2 separate regions of the Danio rerio genome follow, and region 1 is linked to region 2. The links are chromatin contacts, called in public Micro-C maps. All regions are on one chromosome and are shown on one strand. The core of a region is the stretch at or near the end of the contact, and the rest is flanking DNA. Distances in the headings are between cores, read along the strand shown. Region 1 overlaps aig1 (androgen-induced 1 (H. sapiens)). Region 2 holds the start of hivep2a (HIVEP zinc finger 2a).

Region 1 (2,822 bases), core at 184-2,683, 170 kb before region 2:
CAAAACCGGAAGTCATTATAACTTAGGCATGCATTATCCGATTTGCCTCAAAATTCACGTTTAATAAGAGTCCAGACTAGAACACGTTTACATGCCGATATTCAGATACAGTTATAGCGCCACCTGCTGGCCACAGGAAATGTCATGATTTACAGAGTTATAAACTCCTCACACAAATTTTTTCGTATCAGCACCAAATTTGGTGGGTTGTTAACTGAAAGCTTAAGTGATGATATATTGTGAAGATCTAGAGTTTTTGCAGAGGGGCGTGTCCGTGGCGGCATGACAAACCTCAACGCTTCGCCGTGAAACAGGAAGTCCTTATATCTCAACCACACAAAGTTAGATCAGCCTGAAACTTCACATGGCTCATAAAAGTCCTCTTCTGAACACATCCCCAAAACATTAATGAGTCAGTCATAACGCCATCTGCTGGCAGAAGGTAGATAGGCTTATAACTCAGCCAAACAACATCCGATCTAACTGAAACTTCACATGGTTGATTAAATTCCATTACTGAAGGCATGTACATGCCAATCTTAAGTCACAGTTATAGCGCCACCTGCTGGCAGATGGTAGTTTGCATTATAACTCAACCACACAAAGTCCAATCTGCCTGAAAGTTCACATGGTTGATAAAAGTCCTCTCCTGAACACATCTACATAACAACATTGAGTCTGTCATAGCGCCACCTGCTGACAAAAGGCAGTTTGGCTTATAACTCAGCTAAACAATGTTCGATCTGCCTGAAACTTCACATGGTTGATAAGATTCCTCTCCTGGTGACATCTACATGCCAATCTTGAGTCACAGTCATAGCGCCACCTGCTGAGAGGAGGAAGTTTGGCATAAATCTGTGATTTTCTCAGATTTTTTAAATATATCGGCTTAAATTATTACTGTTCGCTGTTCTCTGTCATCCTGAGGCCACCGGGCGGCGGTGAGCCCGGGTGCGAGGTCCCTATCATCGCTGCTTGCAGCTTTAATATAAGATTCTAACTCTTCTTATAGTACACAACAACTTTTACTTCAAGTGCTAAGAAACTAGCATTTGGTGGAATAACCCTGATTTTCAATCAAAGCGTGTGATTTGTTTATGGGGAGAAACACATTTCATCCTGACCTTTATAATCAGATATAATCAAATTGCATTTGAGAAAATCCAGCTTAAGGCGTCAGAGGCCTTAGACGTGACATGTCTTTTTGCTTTTCAACCAAAAAGTAACAGGTCCTTTGATAAAATACCAGGATATCATATCTTTGTTTGACTTCAATTGCAACGAACTGCCATTGCATAAAACCTTAGCACATTATGTCCCTAGTAAGTGACTGGAGGCCTGCCAGACAAAACAAGCAGATCCTCCTGTCAATCTGGAGCTTTACTCAGTGAAGTGGTTGCCAAGCAGAGATAATGCTAACACCGCAGCACAATGGCAGAGAAAACAAGAGCATGCGGCACGGTTAAATCAGCTCTAGGGGAATTTACACAGATGCTGTCATGTTAACAGAATGCTGCTTTTTTTGACTGTTCTGACATGCACTCGAGCACCACAGCGATTGTATACACAAGCACAGTTTAGAAACACCAACGTGTTCTTCTGTGAATGTTTGCAAAGCTAAAACCCGGTCTTTACTATGTTCAAGTGTTTAACTTCACTGCAGAACATGTTGTTCATATATGTATATATATTTATACAGTGGGTGACACTTTAAAAGGAGCATTAATGCTGCGAGTCGTACCGCCGCCACACTAAAGGCGTAAGAACGTGTTTTTAGGTAAAACCGCAGTTTGCGACTGTGTCGCCAGAAGGCACAAAGGGATAGGATGCGTACGAACAGAAATATAATTTGGCTGTAAATACCCTGCTACTTGTAAATGAAGATGAAACAATGAAACAAAGCATTATAATTCCTCCATTAATCATTAAAAACTTTTTAACAAGCTTTGTTATCATTGTTAACTTGTTAAGCGAAATGAGGATTCATTTTGGAAAGTAAAATTAAAGAAATAGATAAAACGAAAGTACAAACATAAATACAAATAAGTAGGCCTAAATATATAAATAAAGCAGTGTTTTACCCTAAATACAGAGATGTGCAGTATTTTTTATTTTAAAGTGATAGGACTAAGTCAGTATTTGTATTTATTTATTTGACGCTGGACTACAAAACAAATTTATTGTTGCATGTTTTTTTTCTTGTATGCCAAACATAATTAGATACATGATAGTTGGTAAATCTCCTACTGTGAATATATCAAAACATTTTTTTGTTGTTGATTATATGCAAGCTTAACTTAATTTGAACAATTTTAGAGGTGATCGTCTTAATATTTTAGTTTTTTTAGCACCATCAGATTCAAGATTTTCAAACAGTTCAAATATATTTTCATATCAATCTCAATTTCAGATAAGCGATGACGGTAATGATACTGTTGTTTTTGTGGTCCAGGGTCATATATTTTTTTATTTTACTTTCAATTTAGTTTAACTTTCTAGTTTTAGTGTATTTAGTTTAGTTACATCAGCAGAAAACTGTGCTTGATGGTATCATTTAGAATAAAAAATGACAGCAGTGTGTATTATTATTACTATCTAGTGGCATTTTTTTTTATTAATAACATTATAAAATACAGTATTTTTTTAAATTGTATAGTACTACTGCAGTAAGTAACATGTTGTTATAAATTTAATTGCCTTTTTGTTATTTAGTTTTTATATATAATAAACAGAAATTTTACACAGAAATTAGATACTTTCTATTTAATATTTCATTTTTAAAATGAAGTAATAAATAAACTGCTAAAAAATATTTTCTATTT
Region 2 (2,700 bases), core at 188-2,687:
TGTTATTACTTAATACGTTAATAAAGTCCAATAAGCAACAGAAAGAACTCAATTCAGAACTTCCAGTGTCTTTGTGACAGCAGCCTAATATAACTTCTGTGGTCACTAACAAACAAGGTCAGATTGTTGTTTGTTAGTAGTATCAGTTGTATCTTGAATCAACCTTTCTACACTTCCTGTGTTGTTGCGTCTCTAAGGACTTACTAATTTACATAATTTTAAGCTGAAATTTTCTTGTACATATTGCTATTGGAAACTCAAGGCTGCTGTATGTTCAAAACTGCTGCTTAAGTGTAACAACAACTAGGGACATAGTTTGTCTTGTGAACACATACTTTCCTGTGTCAAGCATGGAAGAACTATGAAAACAAAATGAACGAAAAGTTAATGTTTCAAGTGCTATAAATACCAGTGGTTTTTCTGCTCAGCTATTTTTAGTGCTTACATCGCCTCCCAGACATCAGCGTCACACAGTTTCCTCACTCATACTCAGGCAGTGCTGTCTGTTGCAATCAAAATGAGTCTGAGATTAAGATACACTTTTCACTGTGTTCAGCATCTCTGCTCTACAAACACATTCATGTTCTGTTTGCTGGGTTGAGTACATACTGTACCTTGAGGCTGTATTTTGGTAATGTTATCACTTTTGTCCTTATGTGTTCAGTGTTATTATTTTAAAAGCAAAAAAAGAAACTCTTAAGGAAGAAAATGCTTCGAGTTTGCCCTTTAAACACCCACACACACACTACGTCGAATGTCATTTGCATTTCTTAGGCTATTTTTATATGTTTGTGTCTCTTAAGGAAATGAGTGGGCAAGGTTGTTAATGATGACTCATGAGCAGGAGGTGGTAGCTCCTCTGCATCAGTTCATTGAAAACTCTTGACACACTAGGCGAGAAGAACACAGCTGTGCAGCTGCCTAGATATCAAACTGAAAGAGTATGAGAAAGCAAGCTGTAATTGAAGTATGATGAGCAACAGATCACATGATCAACTGGCATGCTTTGTTTAGACAGCTGAGTATTTTCCCCCAGCTTTTTTACATCAGCTTGAAAATCTTAGGGTAGTAGTGTTATGTAGTATTTTCTTTATTTTAGCAGATTTCTTGCATTGTTTAAACTTTTTCATAACTTATGATTTTGTTTTCTTTTTCTCTCTTGTAGATTGTGAAACTTAAGGAGGACATTAATCAGAAGAACAAGCTTGGATAAAACAATAAGTGAATGGACTGCTGAAATGAGTGATGGAAAGATACTGCCTTGATTGTCACAAGGGAACATAATTTGTATTTTAAAGTGGAGCAACACTTGAACTATGGAGGTGGAAGGACCTTTTATTTAGGAGTAACTTAATACCTTATCTGGCATGACAGCTTTCATGAATGAAATTTGACAAACAGCCATCTTAAGAAACCCTACTGGAGTACTAAGAAAAATGGAGCCACATGAACCTATTGTTGGCCAAAAATGCACCAAGGAGCAACGGGAAAAGAACCCCTTACAAAGAAAATGGGTCTCTGAGCCATCTGCTGGAACAAAAAGAAATACCTTTGCAGACCCAGATATTAAAAGACACTCACATCGTGAGCAAAGTCTAACAGGTGGTACAAACCTTACTAGTTCAACTCAAAAGTACAGTTCTGGAAACCTGATGTCATCTGCAGTGACACATTCATCACAAGAAGGTCAGTTTCAACAGATCTTTCCTCGGCCTTACCCCTACCAGCTGCCACATTCTTACCCACAGGAGCCTTTCCTTGGTGGTACAAAGCCACAACCAGGGTTAGAGGCCCATGCCTGGTCTTTCTCTGGTCAACTGCAATCTCTGCCACCAGATGATATGTATCCGGTACACTCCCGCTCTCATGGAGTATTTCCTCGTCATAAGTCTCCTGCTGGTTTTGGCCAATTTTCCCAATCCGGACCCGAGCAGCCAGATGAAAGTCATAAGAAGGAACAAAAACCCAAGAAGCCAGGAAAGTACATATGTCACTATTGTGGTAGAGCATGTGCTAAACCCAGCGTGCTGAAAAAACACATTCGGTCCCACACAGGGGAGCGTCCTTATCCCTGTGTTCCATGTGGTTTCTCGTTCAAAACCAAGAGCAATTTGTATAAACATCGAAAATCGCATGCTCATGCCATAAAAGCAGGACTTGTTCCATTCTCTGATCTAGCAACCCGAACAGACACTGATCAAGCATCTTCAGTTGGGGAAGCAGAGGCACACTCTGATGGGGAGCAAAGCACTGACACTGATGAAGAAACAGCAGAAGGTGCAATGTTTCCTGAAAAATGTAGCCCTCAGATATCATTCGAGTCAGACAAGAGCCCGATGGAAAGGGGACCAGCATATGCAGACCCAGCAGAGGAATTGTCAGTGGCATCTATGAAAGTGCCTATCTTAATTGTTCCAAAACAAGGGGTGCCATCACCTGCTACTGAGTGCCCCCAGTTTACAGACATTAAAGGTTCAGTTATTGGTGGACAGATGGGCAGAGGAGATGAGTCTCATACGGTTAAACAGAGACTTGCCTTAAGACTCACTGAGAAGAAAGACCTGGATTCAGAGCAGTCTCAAAATCTCTTGAGCCCCCACAGTAAAGGTAGCACTGATTCTGGTTATTTTTCTCGCTCCGAGAGTGCTGAACAGCAGATAAGTCCACCTAACACCAATGTAAAGACATATGAAGAGATCA

The links. Hi-C and Micro-C count contacts between places; a contact is called where the count stands out from the background.
Region 1: a contact with region 2 is called in a Micro-C map of caudal fin, with 4 times the contacts expected there. The contact joins the enhancer-like site here to the promoter of hivep2a in region 2. A contact is called at or near these places in 1 of 18 Hi-C or Micro-C datasets (caudal fin) and 1 of 4 datasets of contacts at active chromatin or transcription factors (caudal fin).

Annotation. Positions count from the first base shown.
Region 1 is chr20:40,968,797-40,971,618 of GRCz12tu, reverse strand. The region is part of intron 6 of aig1 (androgen-induced 1 (H. sapiens)); the gene reads right to left. Among named protein-coding and RNA genes, the nearest start is that of adat2, 71 kb to the left of the region's middle. Within about 2 kb of position 1,433, at least 7 of the 62 cell types and tissues checked have an H3K27ac peak or open chromatin away from gene starts, as enhancers often do. A contact at or near this core is called in caudal fin, where this site is marked.
Region 2 is chr20:40,796,565-40,799,264 of GRCz12tu, reverse strand. It overlaps hivep2a (HIVEP zinc finger 2a), which reads left to right and starts at 1,437. Exons shown (of 7, transcript NM_001030164.1): 1 at 1,437-2,700. The coding sequence starts at 1,437. The region is part of intron 2 of aig1 (androgen-induced 1 (H. sapiens)); the gene reads right to left.